Regions from separate parts of the Mus musculus genome. Here region 2 is linked to region 1. A link is a contact called in public HiChIP or PLAC-seq data. All regions are on one chromosome and are shown on one strand. Each heading gives the region's core, a stretch centred on a gene start, on an enhancer-like site or on the middle of the called end of the contact. The rest is flanking DNA. Distances are from core to core; before and after follow the strand shown.

Region 1 (4,764 bases), core at 1,361-3,860:
AGATTAATGAACTAAAACCATCACAGGGAACCAAGTTCCTCAAATAATTCAAAGTTAGGACCATTGTCCTCTTCTCAAACACTGAGCTCGCTGGGCCTGCCACACAGTGAGAACTTACAATGGTGAGGGTAGCAACTGGACGTGGCATGACTGACACTGTCAGAGAACTGGACACATCTCTGCAGTCAAGCTAGCTGAGTATATGCCAACTGGTGACTTTAAAAAAAAAACAAACAAAGAACGATTTTTTTGTTTATTTGTTTATTTATTTATTCAATATATGTGAGTACATGGTTGCTGTCTTCAGATACACCAGAAGAGGGCATCGGATCCCCATTACAGATGGTTGTGAGCCACCATGTGGTTGCTGAGAATTGACCTCAGAAGCTCTGTAAGAGCAGTCAGTGCTCTTAACCACTGAGCCATCTCCCTAGCCCCAGCAACTGGTTACTTTTACTGGAAAAGGCAACTCACTAGTGTGCCAGTTGTGAGGAGTCCATGCTCTGTGGCCAAGGAAACCAGAAGAGGGGTGTGAGATTCCCTGTAGCTGGAGTTACAGACATTTGGGAGCTGTCTGATGTGGTTGCTGGGAACAATCCAACATCTTCTAAAAAAGCAGCAAGCATTTTCTTTCCAGCCCCTAGTTTTTATTCCTATTGTTAATGGGAAGGGAGTTTTCACCTATCTTGTGTTGCTGTGAACACAGATTTAATTGAATTTCATATATTCTGACATGTCATGTCTCACTACTCTCTAAACACTGTTTTCTAAATTTCCTATTTAGTTTCTTTGACATCAAGGAATTTATACTGCATATTCTGTCAGGCAAAAATTCCTTCTCCTTCTGATTTTGATCATGGCCACGTGAGCATTTGGAACTGAGGATTTCTTCCTGGTGCAGGCTGGTTGACATGGTCTACGGCCTGGGTGCTTGGAAGGATATGTATTCTTTCCTTCAGGACAGCCTATCTATCATCAACCCCTAACTCCCTTGGGGTCTGCCTTGTTGGATGGTAGAAAACCTTCACAAAGCAGTCTGGAACCAGAGCCCTTCTGACCTCTCCCTGTCCTGCTCTGCATTGGTTATTCATTTGTTTTGTTTTCTCAACAGCTCAAAGCTTTCTGCTCTCACCCAACTTGTTCTGATGATCTGTCTTTTGAACTCTTGGATTGGCTTTCCCCTTGCCCTCGCCTTGATACCACCCCTGGCTGTGCCACTTTGACATAAGCACTTGCCTTAGTAGCCTCGTTCCACAGAAGACCCAAAATCAAGCACTGCAGCCTGACCTGGCTCCACTTCTCTGGATATACTTCTCTGGATACACATCTGTCATTCTCCTGTCTTCAGGTGCCTTGGAGTCCAGTGCTGTGTACAGGGCTGGGGGTGGCTACCATGTCATCACCAGCAAGCCAGGGTCTGCACAACTGGAATAAATGAGACTGGGCCTGGTCCAGCTCCTGTGAGCTGCAAGATTGCCCCATCCACATTATAAGAGGTGTTTGTTCTGATGGGGATTTTGTGTAGGTGTATAGGAAAGTCATTAAGCTACCACTCCCATCTAGACAGAACCAGTTCTAAGTCACGCCAGGAAATGATTTGCATCAGTTACAGGTGAAGGAGAACAAAACTCTCAGACATCACCCAGCACCATTGCAATGTCCAATTTATGTTTAGATTATTTGTGTAGTCCTGGGGATCCATTTAAGGGATAAACTAGCTTTACCCTTACTTTGACTGCCATTTCCCTAAGACTTTGGCTAGTTCAGCATGCAGCATCCCTGACTTAGAGTCTGTATCATCTCAGTGGCTTTTTGGGATGCTTTTCTAAGCAGGGTACCCACAGTGGTTATTTGTTATATTAAAGTTATCAGTCAAACCCCTGGTGGTTTACAAGGCATCTGTTTATTTTATTTACAAAGTTTTTTTTGTGCGTTTTTTTTTTTTTTTTGTTCCAAGCATCATTTTCTTCATGAACAGAGGGTGGTGTTATGAGGTCACTGAACAGAACAAGGCAGTCCTTGGAACAGAGTGAATTCTGCTAATAGAATGGAGCCCTAGCAACGGGATCCCTGGGGCACCCCTTCCATCCTTACTGGGAAAATCCAGAGTCACTCTTTGATAAGCAGGTTAGTTGGCACTAAGTCAACTGTCAGAGGAAGAGGAAGAAAAAACAGTTGGCTCTTTGGTTATCGTTAAACAAGATTCTTAGCCTGTTTGCAGACTTCATTCAGTCACACCACAAATATTTGTGGAGTGGGTTGTGACTCAAGCCTGAACTAGGTCCTGGAAATTCTGGGCCAAAGACCCAAATCTCAGGGAACTTGAGACCAACAAGAAGGGGATGATGAGTGTTTGACATGGTGCGTGGTGCTGTGAAGGAGTGGAAGGCAGAAACTAGGAGAGTTCTGAGAGGCAAGGTGTGAGCTGAGACAAATACTCCAGGCCCACTGACCCCACTGACCATTCATTGCCATAGCCCATTTCCACACTGTCCCTGCTGCCTTCCCTGTCATGGTGGCAGGCAGTCACTTAGCCTGGCCTCTGTCCCCACCTGTCCTGTGTCAGGAGACACCTCACCTGGGTTCTGAGAGCTGTGGACAGTCTATTATTTCCTTATTACACTTATCCTAAACTGGCATGAAAGTCAGTTGCAAGGTTCAGAGAGCAGGACCTCTGTGACAGCAGCCAGCTTATTGCTCTAGTTTCCAATGAGGATAATCACTAAGGTGCCCCCCTCAATCAGGCTTCCCTGCCCTGCCTCATCCTGTCTAGCTATGCCGGACATAGGCAACCCTTGAAGAGTCCTTTCCAGGCCCCTTCCCTCTGACATCTGACACATACCATTCAGATGCAGACGAAGAATAGAGGCTTAGTAAAGGGAACAACAACAGTGTTCATGTGCATGTAGTAGTCCCCACAGTTCTAGATCAAGCATCACTTAGGTGTTGGCAGATGGGCTACTGTTCTAAGAGAGCAGGTCTTGCTGATCTCAGGCCTCTTCCTTGTTTGTCCTAGAGTCAGGGAGGCTCTCCCTTCTCCACTCCTATTGTGAACCACAGGAGCACTCAACCTCGAATATTTGTTCCTAGAGACAATAGCCAGTGGCCCTGGCCATCAAGAGGACATAGATCGGATGGCTGCAGAGCGATCTCATGCACACAGAGAGGCCCCTCAGCAGAGAATGACCCATCAACGTGCAGGGCGGCAACATCGTCCATGCTAACTGAGCTGTGATCCTAGAGGTTGGCTGGCCAGCAAAGGTGAACTCTGGGTCACAAAAAACAAAACAAACAAACAAACAAAAAAAACCCCAAAAAACAAAACAAAACCCAAAAACTTGTGTGTGTGTGTGTGTGTGTATGAGCGCATGCACGCACGCGCGCACACACACACACACACACACACACCACAGTCTGAGGCTGAGGGGCAGTGTCCTTTAATCTTATCTACAACCTTACAGTGCAGAGTTTTGATAACACTAATCCCAGCGTGGAACAGGCTAAAGAACCAGTGTTCTGCTTAGGTAGAAACATGCATCCTAGTTCTGTTGAGATTCCTGATATCTTTCACACCATATCTGCATCACAGATGGCATCCGGGACTTCAGGAAAAAATTTAAGACACCATTACAATTTGCCTAGGCTGGCCTTGAACTCACTAAGTGGCAGAACTCCTAATCCTCTGGCTTCTAGCTCCTGCTGGGATAAGGAATTTATTCTACATGGACTGGAGTCCTGGGTGGGATGCGGAGAAATCCACCTTTCCAGGAGGCCACAAATCTGCAGATTCCTGGCCAGGAAACTGTCCTTAATCCCACTTTGTAACAAAGACATGAAAGTGCTTTCTTGCTTGGATGAGAAGACAAGATGTTGGATGCATTTCCATGAAACATTAGTATAAGGAAATTACTTTAAAAGCACTTCAGTCTGTACTCCTAAATATAAGGGCTTCAGGACATCAGAAGAGGCATAGAACCTGGCTTCAGCAAAGCATTTAGGAATGGGCAGTGATTTCCAGAGTACTGAATGAGCCTTCCAGGCCCCAGAAGACCAACACACACCCCTAAAGTCAGGGGAGGGGGCTTTTTCCATTCTAGGGCTGCATTCCTGTGGGCTTCCCAAATGGGTGAAGTCTCACAGGCCCAGGTAACCCTCCTGAGAGCCTGGCTGCCACTCAGGTCATATCCCTGCAGGTTGCACAGGCCTCATAAAGGGGTCCGTCCCCACAGCGCAGGCCTTCCTCTCTGGGAGCCTTAAGGCGGAAGAGGCTGCACAGAGCGCAGGCAAGGACAAGGGGGCGCTGTGGGGCAACAGGAACAGAGGGCGGAGCACTGCGGAGTCAGCTGGTCTAGGCACATGGCAAGGGCGCGGCTGTTCCGGGCCCATAGGGGCTGGAGCCAACAAAGTGGTGAGGACCAAGGGTCCCAGTGGAGGAGGTGGGTAGGAGTCAGGGGAAGGCTGGGCCAAGGGATCCAGGACACCACTGGTCCCAGCCAGGGCTTTCCTCACGCAGGGGACGCTTATGAGGGGAGTCGGCTAGTCCGACTAGTTCTCACTGCGTGGGTCCTGAGTCGCTTTTCACTCCTGGGCTTGCTAAACCCAGATAAGGTGGGTGCTGAGGCCTTGGTTCATGTCTGTGCTCATGTCGGAAACCCAACGGGAAACTAGGACCTTGCCTGGGCCACCAGCGAAGGCCGCCTCACCGGAGAGGATTCCAGAACATTCCACAGAGCAGAAGTGAGCACTTCCAGGCGCTGTCCTAGT
Region 2 (5,094 bases), core at 2,410-4,909, 200 kb before region 1:
GGTGTGTCAGTGGAAGCCAGAGGACAAATAAGGGGCTGGCCCCACTGTAATACCAGATAGAGCATTTCAAACAGTAAAACAAAAGAGAGAGAATATCCGGTGCCCCAGAGCTCAAGAGGCAGCCACAAGGCAGGGCATGTGTGGGCTAGGTGTGGGGTTGCCCTCCTCAGGTATGGTGACAGCATGCAGGTCTGAATGAGCCAAGATCAAATACAAGTGTGTTCTTGGCTGACAAAGGAGTCCTCCCAATTCCTGAAGGTCACTTTAGCCAAGATTCCTTGCTCACTTGACCCTTTTGTCCTTACCTGGTCCCCAGGTGAGCAGTAACTGCTCCCTCAGGTTAGCAGAGAAGGATCCTGAGATGTGTAAGGACATGTGGGTCTTAGGTATGCTGGTTAGTTTTTGTCAACACAAATGAAAGTCACTTGAGAAGAAGGAGCCTCAATTGATTCAGTAGGCCTCTGGAAACAGCTGTGGGACATTTTTGTGATTGCTGATTGATGTGAGAGGTCCATAGAACACCTGAGCAGTGCCACCCCTGGTAGGTGGTCCTGGGCTATATAAGAAAACAGGCTGAGCAAGCATGAAAAGTAAGTAAGTAAGCCAGGTTCCTCTAGTTCTGTTTCAGTTCCTGCACTGACTTTCCTTGAGGATGTAGCATAAACTGTAAGCTGAAATAAGTCCTTCCCTCTCTGTTTTGGTTACTTGTCAGTTGCTTTGATAGAACACTGTGACCAAGGCAACTTACAGAAGGAAGGGTTTATTTTGGACTTAAGATTCCAGAGGGTTAGGGTCAGTAATATCCAAGCAGAGGTATGGTGACTGGAACAGCTGAGAGCTCATGTCTTGAACCACAAAAACCACAGAAAGCAGAGAGAGTACCTTGGAAACCACACAAAGCTTGCCTGCCCCCAGTGACACACTTTTCCAGTAAGGCCTCCTAAGTCTCTCCAAATAACACCTAGGGACCAAGTATTTAAATACCCAAGACTTATGGGGGACTCTTTTTCACACCATACTCTTCAAGTTACTTTTTGTGATGATGTTTGTATCACAGCAACAGGAATCAAGCATTCCCACTTCAGAATGCCTCTGCTTCACCATTGGGCCACAATGGCTTTCAACATCTGCTCTCAAAGATCCTAGCAGATAAGTCTGGTCTGTGCCCTGTGGGCTGTATGGCCCTCATGTGGCCCAGGACAGCCACAAACATGGGTCAACACAAAACTGTAATTTAAAATATGAGGTGTCTCCCTCCAGCAACCCCCCCCCAGTTGCTTTGATAACTTGATTGCATAATTCTTCAATGTGAACTTTTATTTTTTGCAACAAGAAAAGGTTGATTATACCTGCTAGACCTTGAACACTTCTTCATGTAGAACTGGACAACCATTGTCTATATATTGAAGAATGTTTTCCAGGGGCCCCAGCCAAGCTAAAAAGGCTTTTGGGACACATGATTCTCACTGAGGTTTTGGCCAAACTCTGTGAGATGAATATCAAAGGTCCAAAGGCTAGTGCCAAAGATACTGGGAGAGGTCACTAGATAAGGGATAAAGGGATGGTGGGTCAGGTAGAATATTCTAGGCAGAGCTAGAGTGGTATCAAAAGGTCCATGAACAGCAAGTCCAGAAAAAGCAGTTGTGAAGCCCAGCCTGGCCTGTCAGGCCTGGTGACTTAGGGATCTCCACTCACCTCATGAACCCTGGGAACTCAGAGGCACTTTGACAACTGCTGCAGAACTCCCACCTCCTTCAATGCGTCCTATCCCAGAAGGTTCCTGACCTACAATGGCTCAAAGGAGGATTCTATAATCTCCAATGATAAAAAGCAATGCACAGTCAGTAGAAACTGAATTTAGCATTTTGTATGCACTTTTCCTGGACTAGCCATAGGTGGTACCAGGTTTTCTGGAGTCATGGAGCAGTGGTAGCAACCACAGCCCTTGTCATCCCAGATTATGAGGGAAAAGAATGGGCACCGTGAAGTGCTGTGTGGCTCAACCATAATGTCAGATGGGGCAGGTGAGCTACAAACTTTTTACTAACGCTATGTCAACCTTCCAAAGATTTTCTGAAATATGACACTATCCTGGGTGGAGAGGCTTCTGTCTGGTGATTATCACTGTCATTGGATCAAGTATCATGTAGTTATTATCCAAATTAACTTTTCTGTGGGGTCTCCTTGGCAAATGTGTCCCCAGAGTGCTAGCAGCAGGGTGTTTCATACCCCTCACTCTCCCTGGTCTAGGGAGGCGCTGTCCCCAGGTCAAAGAACCTTAACAAGATGGCTGGCCTAACCTGCCTCCCCACATTCCTTCTCATTCACATTCTGGAAAAAAAAAAAAAAAAAAAGAAAGAAACAAAACCCGGCATCCTTCCTGACTGGTGCCCTGACAGGCTGGTGTAGGCTGTCTCAGCATAAAGATGCATTACAATTCTAGTCCAAAAAGGTTTAGGCTTCAGGGCTGTGAAACTGTCATTGGAAATCAGAGAAGGCCTGAAAAGACACTGGTGCTCAGACATGCCCTGGGCAGAGAGAAACACAATGACATGCAGGGTGGCTGTAAGGAGGGAGCTTGGGGTGTGTGGCCTGGCAAATGACTCAATTGATCTAGCTTGTTTCCTTATCTGATTTCCATGGGGGCAGTGGACATTATCCTGGCACAACACAGTATTCCTGAGGACAGATATCTTAAAGTAGCGCGACCTTGTCTCAGCTGGGGCCCTGCCCTGGCCTAGTTGCTTTCTGACCCTCTCTGCAGGTATCTGCTTGTGGGTCTGGGTTAGCTCACCCCAAGACAAGCCTAAGTGCTGCTTCTCCCAGAGCCTTCCCTATCCAGGATGGTAAACACACCCTATGCTTCCCACTCTTCCTTTCTCCTCCTTTCCCTTCCACACTCTTTTCTACTCAGCAAGTTTAGGGAAGATGTAAACACCTGTAACATTGGCTTGGAGGAGAACAGAGATAGAGGCATTGATCAGAGACATTTTCATATTTTGAATTTTGTGTCTGGTATCCGGTCCCACAGGTCATCAGCTTCAGACTGTTCCCTGAGTCCTCTCTGTTAAACGACCACAAAGCCCTTTATTAACTACCCATGCAAGAAGCCATGTTATTGTTTAGGTAACCCTCAGCTTAATCCTATCTGCTTCCTGCACTATTTTTGTTTTTGGAGAAACTCTGGCCTTTTCTGAATGTTACATCTATCTTCTCAAAGCCAGGCATGGCCTCAAAGCACTTATTCAAGGCACCTGCTTGCTTCCAGTGCTTGGACATCCACAGGGTACTGCTGGGCTCTGGAGTCTGGTCCAGGTTTAAAGACAGTGTCCATATACAGAAAATGGTCCTAGGCCTGCTTGTTTATTTTCTGGTGGTGCTGGGCATTGAACCTAGGGCCTCATGCATGTAAGTCAATCAATTTATTCCTGAGATGATTCCCAGCTCCAGCCTTTGGGTTCTAAGCAGACTGAGCCTGAGACCAGGTCATGTTGCTTTAAGATATCTGTCTGTCCTCAGGAATACTGTGCATTCCAGGAGTCAGGAAGGTGATTCATTTGTCTGAATTGAATGGCATTCCCTTCTCCACTGTTTCAGTTGACGGATGTTAAACATTCTGATGACCGTTGGTTTAGAAGCTGGCAGGTGGGCGGTGAGGCAATGGCTTGGCATTGGTTTATTCTGACCACACAACCAAAAATACTGTTGACTCTGGGTGGCTGTGGGGAGTGCAAGCGTCTCTCTGGCCACAGAAGAGACGGAACATGGAAAATGTGTGACTACTAGAAGCTGGGTGAAGCTTCTGCGGTTCTGGAGGGGGATAGTCTGAGATCCAGGCAGGTTCTGTGTCTGGGGAGGGCTTCTGGTTCAAAGATGGCCCCTTCTGTTACATTATCCCATGGTAGAGGGAGAAGTATCACCTTTCTAAGTTCCAACAAGGATATGAAGCCCATTCATAAGGGCTGCTCCCCTGAGACCTAATCACCACCCCACACACCCCTGTCCCTGAAGAGGCCCTACCCCTAATACCAACTCCTTAGGTATTAGGGTCCAAAGCATGCGCTGGGGATAGATGCTGAGACACTCTACTGTGGCAATGGACTTTAAAGTTTTGGAATTTATTGTGCCTCACTAACTTGTTTCCCGTGTATTGCATACTAGGCACTAAAGTCTAGGGAATCAAACCCAGGAAGATAACTCTTTGCCCTCCATGAGGCCCCCCATGCTCACCTGGCCCATAGCAGGTGGAGGGGAAATTGTGAACAAAGTGTAACTAACAGACTTTCCCTATTGGGCCGAGAAATCTCAATGGTGCCCCAAGAGTTCATATGTGGCTTGGTCCTTAAGATGATGTTTGAAGGCTCATAATTCTGTCCTCTATTGATGGCATCAAACATGCTTTCCTTCCCCTTTGGGGACACAGTCATGGGAACTAGCTGAGACAGGTTTTTACTTCCAGGGAAAGTATTTCCATGCCGGTGAAAACAATGCCAAGCCATTGCCTCACCACCCACCTGCCAGCTTCTAATTACTGATGGGCAGACAGGGAGAAGCTGCTAAATGCCACCCTAAGCTCTGATGCACCTTTCATGGGCTAATGGTGCGGCACAGGGAAGATAGGCCCCATGTGAGGGTCCCTGTCACGAATGAGGAGAGACTGGAGCCTACTGACAAGGGCCCAGCTCTGCCCACATTGCTGTCTCCCCTCCCAGAAAAATGCCCAGACTGTGGAAGCAGTGTGTATGTGTGTGTGTGTGTGTGTGTGTGTGTGTGTGTGTGTGTTTGCTGGAGTCTCTGGTGCAGAGTGAGGAAAGCCTAAGAACAGTCTGGTTAAGACAGTCCTAGAGAGGTGTTGGGGCCATGCTAGAAGCTGAGCAGAGTCAGGAGGAGACATGGGGGAAACTCCTGAAGGAACACACATCTGAGACTCAGAGGCAGATTTCAATTTTTATAGAGCCTAAGGCATCCTAAGAGGATTGGGAAGCAAGGAGTTTCAGCTCTGGGAAAGCAGGGGTCCCCAGCAGGGTGCAAGGTACTGGAGACAAAGTGGAGAAAAGCTAGGAATAAGGTGAGGTAGGGAAGAAGAGAAGTCTG

The links. HiChIP or PLAC-seq counts read pairs in DNA pulled down with a chosen protein or histone mark.
Region 2: a FOXA1 HiChIP or PLAC-seq map of pancreatic cancer cells shows a contact between it and region 1. The contact joins two enhancer-like sites. A contact is called at or near these places in 1 of 115 datasets of contacts at active chromatin or transcription factors (pancreatic cancer cells) and 1 of 9 other capture datasets (adipose tissue).

The regions. Positions count from the first base shown.
Region 1 is chr16:97,512,102-97,516,865 of GRCm38.p6, reverse strand. No RefSeq gene overlaps it. Among named protein-coding and RNA genes, the nearest start is that of Fam3b, 9.5 kb to the right of the region's middle. Within about 2 kb of position 2,610, at least 20 of the 459 cell types and tissues checked have an H3K27ac peak or open chromatin away from gene starts, as enhancers often do. A contact at or near this core is called in pancreatic cancer cells, where this site is marked.
Region 2 is chr16:97,715,321-97,720,414 of GRCm38.p6, reverse strand. No RefSeq gene overlaps it. Among named protein-coding and RNA genes, the nearest start is that of Gm41513, 12 kb to the left of the region's middle. Within about 2 kb of position 3,659, at least 32 of the 459 cell types and tissues checked have an H3K27ac peak or open chromatin away from gene starts, as enhancers often do. A contact at or near this core is called in pancreatic cancer cells, where this site is marked.